3 separate regions of the Sus scrofa genome follow, and all the other regions are linked to region 3. A link is a contact called in public Hi-C and HiChIP or PLAC-seq data. All regions are on one chromosome and are shown on one strand. The core of a region is the stretch at or near the end of the contact, and the rest is flanking DNA. Distances in the headings are between cores, read along the strand shown.

What was found. Hi-C and Micro-C count contacts between places; a contact is called where the count stands out from the background. HiChIP or PLAC-seq counts read pairs in DNA pulled down with a chosen protein or histone mark.
Region 1: a Hi-C map of liver shows a contact between it and region 3, with 5 times the contacts expected there. The contact joins two enhancer-like sites. A contact is called at or near these places in 18 of 47 Hi-C or Micro-C datasets (adipocytes, embryonic fibroblasts, fetal liver and 9 more) and 1 of 2 datasets of contacts at active chromatin or transcription factors (skeletal muscle).
Region 2: an H3K27ac HiChIP or PLAC-seq map of skeletal muscle shows a contact between it and region 3. The contact joins the promoter of FUBP1 here to the enhancer-like site in region 3. A contact is called at or near these places in 2 of 5 promoter capture datasets (fetal liver and liver), 16 of 47 Hi-C or Micro-C datasets (adipocytes, brain, embryonic fibroblasts and 8 more) and 2 of 2 datasets of contacts at active chromatin or transcription factors (alveolar macrophages and skeletal muscle).

Annotation. Positions count from the first base shown.
Region 1 is chr6:135,253,939-135,257,319 of Sscrofa11.1, forward strand. The region is part of intron 1 of DNAJB4 (dnaJ homolog subfamily B member 4); the gene reads right to left. Among named protein-coding and RNA genes, the nearest start is that of DNAJB4, 26 kb to the right of the region's middle. Within about 2 kb of position 1,498, at least 67 of the 83 cell types and tissues checked have an H3K27ac peak or open chromatin away from gene starts, as enhancers often do. A contact at or near this core is called in fetal liver, fetal skeletal muscle, liver and 4 more, where this site is marked.
Region 2 is chr6:135,279,861-135,283,490 of Sscrofa11.1, forward strand. It overlaps FUBP1 (far upstream element-binding protein 1), which reads left to right and starts at 1,614. Exons shown (of 20, transcript XM_021096436.1): 1 at 1,614-1,915. The coding sequence starts at 1,796. DNAJB4 (dnaJ homolog subfamily B member 4) reads right to left here and starts at 1,516. Exons shown (of 3, transcript XM_021096446.1): 1 at 1,184-1,516.
Region 3 is chr6:135,160,961-135,164,250 of Sscrofa11.1, forward strand. All of the region lies in intron 3 of GIPC2 (PDZ domain-containing protein GIPC2), which reads right to left. Among named protein-coding and RNA genes, the nearest start is that of GIPC2, 55 kb to the right of the region's middle. Within about 2 kb of position 1,896, at least 37 of the 83 cell types and tissues checked have an H3K27ac peak or open chromatin away from gene starts, as enhancers often do. A contact at or near this core is called in alveolar macrophages, fetal liver, fetal skeletal muscle and 6 more, where this site is marked.

The sequences.
Region 1 (3,381 bases), core at 248-2,747, 93 kb after region 3:
CAATAAAGGAAGCCAAAAATCACAAAGTTTTCACAACTACAATAATTTTAAAAAGAACATTTGGGGAGAAAAATTCACCATGACTTAGTCCTGAATACAAAAAGAGAACATGGAGAAATTAAAATGCCTTGGTTGTTATTAATTAGCAATTTTAAATAGCCTTACTTAATAGCTAACATTTATATGGAGATGATGGACAATTTAAAATGCAGAATGATAAAAGAATAATCTTAAATTACTCCCCATTTACTGTATTCAATTAGGTTCTGATCCCACAATGCGAGAAAAAAAAATTGTGGCAGAGAGAGGAAAAGGAAGTTATCATGCTTTCCTCTACTTAGATAGTAAAATTTCAAAAGAAATAATGTTACCTAAAAGTAAATCAATAATCGTTCTAACTAGGTGGCCATTTTAGGTCAAAAATTGTATTTCTGAGATCTCATTTTCTTGGCACACAATTACTGTTTACAATTAAGCTAAAAACTTGTTCTGGTATTTTATGACATCAGGAAAATTCTTTCCTCTCCAGGCAGAATGCCAAAAACAACTACAGCTAAATGCCTGGGCCTTCTGCTTCTCAGAGAGACGATTCTGTCCTGTTTAATCTAAACTAGCTTTGCCATGAGAAAGGCAGAAAACTTCTTTTGTTTTCGTGAATAAAACATAAACTATTCAGAATTTGAACTGCCAATGTTAAAATTCTAAACGATGGAAGAATCTCTATTGGTTCTGGCAGAATATTCATTAGAAAACAAAACAGGTTGCATAAGACTTTTGACACAATTTCTTAATGGGTATGAGAATGTAAGGTTTCTTTTCAAATAAACCATGTTAACATTATAAATCTAATGGCAATATATATCACAAAATGTCAAAATCTGAAAAAGGGCAAACAAGCACATTTCATTCATAGCTATGCAACATTCATTCATATAATTAGAAGTGAAATCTTGTTTTTATCCATTATTTGTCTTTCTACTTTTGATATGTCAGAGAATTTAATAACAGAAGGCTGAGAGAGAGAGATCGAGAGCGCCGGAGGCAGAAAGATGTACAGTGAATACTTACCTTCCTCCCCAAACTGATCATATATTTCTCTCTTTTTAGGATCACTCAATACTTCATAAGCTTCTGCGACCTCTTTAAATTTTTCCTCCGCCTGAGGAGATTTGTTCTTGTCCGGATGAAATCTGAGGGCTTGTTTTCGGTAAGCCTTTTTAATATCTTCATCTGAAGCTCCTTTTTCAATTCCCAAAATGCAATAATAGTCTTTCCCCATTTCGAATGCCTTGAAATGAACTTAGATTTCCCTTTGTGACAGAAAACAGCGTCCCCAGTCTCAGCAATACAATGATTCTAAGAAAAAGAAACCCAGCTGGGTATTTTAAAAGTTAAAGCAAATCAGCAATTCAGCTTCGCTGTCTTAAAGCGGCAAGCAGGCAGCGTCTCCGTATTTAATTCCTTCCCCAACAGCTCACTTACAGATAAATATACACTACACGGGAGACGGCCTCCTTCTAGATCCTCCCATTTTCACTACGTGTCTCTGTACTTTCTAGAACAGCAAATGCTACGGACGTCACTTCCCCAGCTGCCTCTAGTCAAAGTACTCGGCTAGGTTTTCTCCTCCTCCACGATTAACTATTCATTTTCCTTCTGGCTCTACCATTTTTATTTCCTTTTTAGGAAGCCAAGCGGATTAAGACACCAATATTTCAGCATTTATTTATTCCATTCTAGGTGACAAAGCAACAAAAAAATCATTACAGCTGTTAAGCATCTTAACATTACAATGTTAAAATTACTATACAATAAAAGTACCTTGAACTTATTTTAGGTATTTTAATTTCAAGTTATTCAAATGTAAGACAGACAATACTAAATATGGTTTAAAACTGTCGATAATTTGTGTCATTTTCAAACTTCCTAGGGTCTGCTAATCAAAAATGCCAGAAATTTCACATCGTAAAAGGCTATAGATTATAAATATCAAAAGCAAAAATTTTAAATAAGGACTTAAATGTGATTGTAGCTGATGATCTTAACTAGTTTTTTTGTAGTATACAAGAGTTAATAGTTCAGGCAAACTAATGCTTGTGAAAGCTTCATACCTAATTTTAGTTACTTCAACTAAAACAGAATGAGATCTGCCCTCCCCATTCCTAGGGTCACCATAAGAATTTTTATGCTGCTTCAGTAAAGCTAGAAGACAGGTTGCAGACAGTCAAAACTCTTAACCAGATCAGTTTAAAATCTGGATATGCTATTTATGAGGCAGAAATATGAGAAATATTTTTCCTTGAAAAACACATTTTCCCTTATTATAAATATAATTACTCATTAAGATTTTAGAAAACACAGAAAGAAAAAAGAATAAAATAAAAACTTTCCTATCATACCGTTTTAGGTAAACCCTGCCAAATGTTAGTATATTTCCTTCTAATCCCTTTTTTCTGTAACTATTCATGGTTATTTTTGTCGTTTTGTATTTGTTTTTTTATAACAAAGTTTATGTCATATATCATTTATGTACTCTTTTGATGCCTGCTTTTTAAAATATAAATGTTGGGTATTTATAAGAAATATTTTCAATGTCTGTAACTCATCTTTTATCTCCTATTTGGTTTCATTATCTTTTCAGAAATGTTCCCAATTCTAATATGATATTGGAAAGATGAATTACTAAGATGTCAAAAGAACTGCACAGAGCATTATACATAAATATCTTGTCTGTAAAATTGAAAGACAAAAGAACATTTATCAGAAAAAGTAAACATACATATACATATAGAGTATAGTGGAAAGGTAATGATCACAGGTTAATCTTTAAAGATTCGAGAACACCTACTCTATAGACCAAGCAGCTTTACATTAGTGATTCAGCAATTCTTTCATAATGTTTACTTTTGTGCATTTTGACAGCTAGGATTTGCTCTTTCTCAAAACTCTCTACTTTCAAAACACCTTGGTATAAAAATAAATAATATCTATCCAGCCTACTTAAAAGTTACAGAGGTTTGTCAGCTATTCAGCAAAAATTTTAGTCCCACCAAGGAATACTCAATGTCAAAAGATAAACTTTCAAATTGAAAAACCTTACGGAAAAATGCTAATATCCAAAATCACCATAAGATGCCTACTTTTTTTCTTTAAAGCATATTGCAAGTTGGAATCCATTGCAAGGATCAATATCGAGAGTAGAGTAAAAATATAATAAAGATAATCCATTCTGGAATTAATTTCCAAGACAGTTCCTTTAAATATTCATTATTGAAGAACACTGGTATTACTGTCTATGAAAAGTCTGAATTGTTCTGGTGGGTAATGTTGAGAATTTTTTAAAAAGTAGATTCTTATCTGATTCAATCATTTTCAGAGAGG
Region 2 (3,630 bases), core at 364-2,863, 120 kb after region 3:
AATGGAGGTCTTTACTTAGTTTTAATATTTAGAGACAACTAAAACTGTGGTATACACGAACTAAAGTTTATCTCTCTGGTTAACACTATGTTGATTAAGACATTTGTATATAAGTCTAATTAGTAAAATATGAAAAAATCAATTACCAATTAATAAATGTCATTTATTGGGCAGACTAAAACAATTGAAAAAATACTATTTAGTAATACCACCCAATGCTGCTTTTAGTTGGTTTTTTTTTTTTTACCAGTTATGCTTAAATCTGTAGTCCAATAAATTCACTGCTTTCCCAAATACAAATTTCCCCCAAATCTAAATAGATGGCTATGCACAATTAAAAAGATAATCAGAGCTATAAATGGATAGGATGGTAAGAAAAGCTCATTAGAGGGAAATGATGCCCCACGTGTATCTCTGTGCATGTAACTGCTTGGTTATCTGACTTATTTTAGTCCTTGAGCAAGTGAACCCAGTAATTTTAAGTATCAAGAAGACTGCAGCACACAGTTCTCTCTACTCATCACCAGCAATGGGACAAGTACACTTTGAAACCTAATTCACAAAACCCAAAACACTTTACTTGGTAAAGTTCACTTTACCTCATTCTTTGTCCCCTCAAAGGAAAGAATTTAGGGGTAAAAAATCACTGCGATCGACTCCTAAAGCATCCTAATGAGTCTGAAACTACTACCATTAAATTATATGCTACGACATGAGCTGAAGGTCTGAAGGAACGTCGGAAATTACCCAGTAACTGAAGTAGATAACAGAAAATACAAATAATAACAATCGTCATCATCATCTAGCCCTGGGACGGCAATACAACACATTATATTTGAAATCTCACAGGCTGCAGCTGGGGAAAACTATTTCTAAGAAGCCATATGGTCAATTTTGGTCAGGAAATGGATGCTGTTCTCAACTTCAAGGAGCTCAGTAAAAGTGGCCAGGGATACGTACACACACACTAGGTTACAAAACCTGTTTAAAACTGAGTTTTAGGAACAATCACGGTAAGGTAAAGAAAAAGGCAATCATAACCTCAGAGCCTCACTCACATTATTTGCACAAAACCTTCGAAATAAGCTCCAGAACTAAGGCCCCCACCCTGAATTCATCCCCTCTTGTGATAAAACTAAGAAATCTGACAATCTACAAGTAAAATACAGGGACACTTTACTACCCTGAAAATCACGCCGCGTTCCCGCTAGGCCGGGCAGACGTCTTCCGGAGCATCATCGCGCCGCGTAGCTCGCCCAATTCTCCCAGGTGCACTTCTGGAGGCAGCGCTCTCAAGAGTCACTGTTGCGCTGTCGTTACGCCTATCGACGTCATCCCTTCCCCGTGGATACACTGCACGACCCTCGGAGGGAAACCCACCCACACTACTTCCCTGAGCCGGCGACTGATAAGAAACTACTCCTTTTCTTCGGGCTTTCCAAAACTCGAACCATTGGCGCCCGCACTGCCAGTCTTACCCACCGCCCCCGTGTGACCACCGCACAACTTCAACCTAAGAACACAAAGAGGAGGTGCCTAAAGGACCCCCATTCTCGCGAAACCTAAAGACAATTCTCGCGACATCTCGCTGCCTTCGCCCTCCCCAGCCCCACCCCCATACCAGCTCGTAGCCTCAAAACACCGCGAGATTTTCTCCTTTCAGTCTCCGCCCCTTTACGGCACGATGGTCGCACAAGAATGTGATACAGCCTCGACGGCCGCCATTTTCTTTCTTTCTTAGCAGTTGGCAGAGGGGTCTCTACGAAGAAGCGGTAGCGGCCACTGTAGTGTAAGCATGGCAGATTATTCAACAGTACCTCCACCCTCCTCTGGCTCAGCTGGTGGTGGAGGCGGCGGCGGCGGCGGTGGAGGAGTTAACGATGCTTTCAAAGATGCGCTGCAGCGAGCCCGGCAGGTAAGTCAGGACCGCGCGGCGGGATCCCGATAGCTCACGGTAATTGGCCGCTGGCTGAGTAGGCCGCTACTTCGCGCCTGAGCGAGAGAAGTGCCCTTCCGGGCTCTGAATTGTGAGAAGTCTCCCGTTTCCCCACGTTGGTGTTGCCGACGAGAGGCTGGAATTCGGTTTTGTGTCCTCGGCGTTTAAGCCACTTGGAACCCCGACGCGAACTACGCGAAGATGGCTTTAGGTTTTTCTCCCGCTTCTGCGGCACTCACGCTTTTTTCTCCAAGGAGTTAAGATTTCCTTTTTCTCAGAGTGAACATCATCCTCCATGGGATAAAGCGCGCGTAGTTTTACACAATAGTGTGGAAGCTTCTGGTAATGAGTTTGGCAAAGGACTAGGGTCCGTCCGCAGGAGCCATAGTAAGGAAAGGTATCTGTCATTAAAGCATTTTTTAGACTTTCCAGCCCATTCGAGCTCTCTCGCAATTAATCTTTCGGTGGCCATAAGCTTTCACACCTACAAGAATTATGAGAGCACTGGTATCCCGGGTTGGAATCCCTCCTCAGGGCGGGATTGACTTGTCTTCTACCGTTCCTTCTCTCTTATTTCTCAAAATGGCTTCAGGCCCATTATACCCGAAGTTTCAATTTGAATCTACCTCTCAGTTCGGAGTCGTAAACTGAGCAGACCTCTTTGTATTACGTAGGTGCGTACATTTGCCCTGAAGTCACTTCTTTCCTAAGCGAAAGCTGTTTTAAAAAAAAGTATGTTGTGCTCCAGGATGTAATTTGAACTTTGCCTTCGTTAAATTCCCTTAATATAATTGTAACTTTAGAATATTGTTGGTGTGGACTTGGTGTTTAAGCAACAGTAAGAATCTTGTTAAGACCCAATGCACATTAGGTGCTAGACGCTTTTTGAGTAGGCTGTTAAACTAATGGTAATCAGAAACTAATCTTGTGGTGTATTTTCATTGCATTAGAAGTTGACTTCCTTAACCTACTTTTCACCCTCCAGTTGGTTAAAGGATTGTTTGAGTCAAAATCCATAAAATCTGTAGTAATGTAGCAAATTGCCCGTACTTTTATAGTATGAACATATTAATAAAAATGTACCTGTGCTTGTTTATAATCAAAAATATTCCAGAGTCAACAGAAAGACATTAATAAATACTAAGTCTGTGATTTCTTCACTTAATATTTATTTTTTCTGAACAAGTTTAGAATAGCAACTGAAACATTTATCATGACAGGGACTCTGTTAGACGGGTTTTATTATAGATTGGATTGGTAGACTCACCTGAATTATGTTATTCAACTAGCATGTTAAATTAAATTGTGCCACACAATGTATTTATATACTGGAGACTTTTTTTAATGTGTTAATTGGGTTTTTGCCTTATTTGAAACTGTGATATAGTCAGAGTAGACAAAATAATGGGCACTGTTAATTCATCCATTTGTTCTGTAAACATTTATAGAGTTCTACCGTGCATCAGGCACTGTACACAAAACTAGAGGAGTGGGCTTCCTTACTGCCAAAGTAAAGGACTGATATTTTAAGTGAGGCATTAAAGAATGAGAGTTTGACCAGTGGAGAAAGAAGCAGCATGTGCAGAGATTTGGAGGCTTGGGGGATGAAAGACCATAACAGTGAAGTCACTGGAGAATAGGGTTGAGTGGGGAAGGAGGGTGGAAAATGAGGTGAGAAAATGTGGATACAACTC
Region 3 (3,290 bases), core at 646-3,145:
CTGCTATGGCTTGGGTTCAATCCCTGGCCCAGAAACTTCCACATGCTAAGGGTACAGCCAAAAAAAAAAAAAAAAAGGCAGCCTCAGCTTCCTGATACTAACCTTTGAGATAAATAGTCTGACACCCCTTACTCTCTCTACAACACCCCCCACCCCCTGCGATTGCACCAAGCAACCTACAATTTGTCTTCCCATCTAAATGTCCTACATTCAGCTATAATAGAAACAATAAAAATCTTTAAACAATAAAAATAAAAAATGTCCTACAGGGTGAGAAAGGAAGTGCTCAACTTTTCGGCCACTACCTACACATTTCTTGTGGTAGATAACACGCTGGCATTCTAACTTATTGCCAAATCTTTTGTCAGTTTGGTAAGCGTGACATGCCCCTGGGAAATTGCAAATGTCTGGATACACTGAAGAAATATAAAGGGTTTCTGGGACATACGAAGCTCAGGACCCCAGACACTGAAACATGGGGACTTCACGGAGGGGTTGCTGTCCAGGCTTGAGAAGTTGGCCAGCTTCCCTAGATGATGTCACTACTTACCTGGCCCTGACCTGCAACACCAGTAGCTAAAAGGGAAAATGTAATGTGGAGTGGAAGATGTTTTAAGATAGGCTTTATTTTATTTATTTATTTATTTATTTTGTCTTTTTGCCTTTTTTAGGGCCACTCCCATGGCATATGGAGGTTCCCAGGCTAGGGGTCCAATCGGAGCTGTAGCCACTGGCCTATACCAGAGCCACAGCAACATGGGATCCGAGCCATGTCTGCGACCTACACCACAGCTCACGGCAACACCAGATCCTTAACCCCCTGAGCAAGGCCAGAGATCGAACCCACAACCTCAGGGTTCCTAGTCAGATTCGTTAACCACTGAGCCATGACAGGAACTCCAAAATAGGCTTTATTTTTTAAAGCGGTTATAAGTTCACAGCAAAATTAAGACAGAGATCTACACACCTCCTGCCCCCACATCTGCATTAGCTGCCCCATCATCAAAACCCCCACCACTGAGGTACTTTCACTATCATCAATGAACCTGCAAGGCAAGGAACATCATTATCCCCTAAAGTCCATAGTTTACAGGATGGGTTTGGAAAATGACATATATCCTTCAGAGTAATTTTGTTGCCCTAAAAATTCTCTGTGCTCTGCCAATCCCCCGATTTTATTTTGTTCTTGCTTTTTCAGGGCTGTACCCTTGCAGCATATGGAAATTCCCAGGCTAGTGGTCAAATCGGAGCTACAGCTGCTGGCCTACACCACAGCCATAGCCATAGGGGATCTGATCTGCTTCTGCGAGCTACACCACAGCTCACGGCAATGCCGGATCCTTAACCCACTGATCGAGGCCAGGCATTGAACCTGTGTCCTCATGGATACCAGTCAGGCTTGTTTCCACTGCGCCACAATGGGAACTCCCTGATTGTGTGTTTGTTTTTTAATCATGTGTTTGTCATCTCCTCCAGAGTGTTATCTCAAAACTAACCACTTGGTGGCACCAGAACAGAAGTTAAAATTTAAGTTCTGGCTTGGCCCAGCTTCTAAGAAAGGCAGTTTTCAATGGCGGAAGAAGCAGAAGCCATGTTTCTCTACGATCCTGATTCAGGGAAGTAAATCAACCTGTTTGTACATGAAAACAGGCAGGATGGTCCTGTTTTCCCACAGGGGGAAAAAAAGTTCTGTGTGTTTTCAATGTTTTGAAATGTTTTGAATCTGGCCTTCTTTTAGGGTGCTGGCCTGTCAAAGCTTGTCTAACCAACCAGGCCAAACCCTAAATCAGTCACTTCTCATGAATGGATTGGCATGAGGCTTCTCCTGGGGCTGAATGATGAGAGGGATATGGTTCACACGGTAGGCACTGGTAACTGGCCTGAGCTTGCTGGGCTCAGTAGACTCAGGGCCCCCCCTGCTGTGTCCTCAGGACACAGGACACTCCCACAGCTGGCTCAGACGTCACCAAGAAGCAGTCACATTTGTTCCCAAACCCTTTTGTGGCAATTTTATCTGTTACTCTAATTACATAATTTAATTTAAAAGTACGTGAGCTGATGAAACAAGTGTGAAACAGGAGTTATTATTGCTAGGAAAACTAGGTTAACTGCTTTGGAAAGACTCCATAAGGGTGAGTTGCAACAACAACAAAAAAAAAAGCAGGGGGGCGTGGACATGATAATGCTGGAAGATTAGGAAAAATCTTTAAACATCCAGCATTTCTCAAATCTGGCTTTTAGCTAGGAAACAGAACCCATAGATATGCATTAAAGTTCTGATTACAAAAAAAAAAAAAGAAAGAAAAACTTTGTAGAACTCCAGTTTGTGTCTTCTACCCAAAGAGCCTTTTACATCCAAAGAGTCTTAAAACAATGTATACGTATTTTAAAACAAAATGTTTATATACACCTCTATCATTCTTTAATACCGCCCCGCACTTTTCTTCCTTTCTTTTTCAGCCATGTCAGCAGCATGTGGAAGTTCCCAGGCCAGGAATCAAAACCGAGTTGCAGCTGTGGCAGTGCTAGGGATGGAACCTGCGCCTCAGCAGCAACCCAAGCCACCACAGAAACAACACCAAATCGTTAACCCAGTGTGCCACAGGGGCATCTCCTAATACCCTTTTTATTTTATTATTTTATTTTATTTTTTGGTCTTTCTAGGGCCGCACCTGCAGCATATGGTAGTTCCCAGGCTAGGGGTCGAGTCAGAGCAGCAGATGCCAGCCACAGCCACAGCCACAGATGATCCAAGCCGCATCTTGCAACCTCCACCACAGCTCATGGCAATGCCGGATCTTTAACCACTGAGCAAGGCCAGGGATGGAACCTGCATCCTCATGGATACTAGTCAGGTGCATGACTGCTGAGCCACAACGGGAATTCCATTTATACCCTATTCTAATTGGCATTTTCAAGAAACAGACCAACCCCCAGTCCCTGCTTCATGGTGAAGGTCAGTAGAGACAAGGGGAAATGAAGATGGCAGCAGGGCATCAGCCTCCAGTCCCACCCTGCGCCCCAGGGAAAGAGGACCGATACCAGCCAAGGCCCCATCTTTAGGTGGAGCGCAGGCAACGTAGCTTCGATCCCCAACTAACAGGGGGACAGTGGGGAGGCTGGGCATTCTGCCTCTGCTCAGAACAAGGTCTGACTCTGCTCCCATGGGGCCCGAGATGGCCTGGCGTACCCATCATCAAGGGGGCACACGTGGACACAGCCATGTCCGAGAGCTGGATACAAGAGGACAAGAGAGGGACTTTAGAATCAGAACCTGAGTTAAAACACAG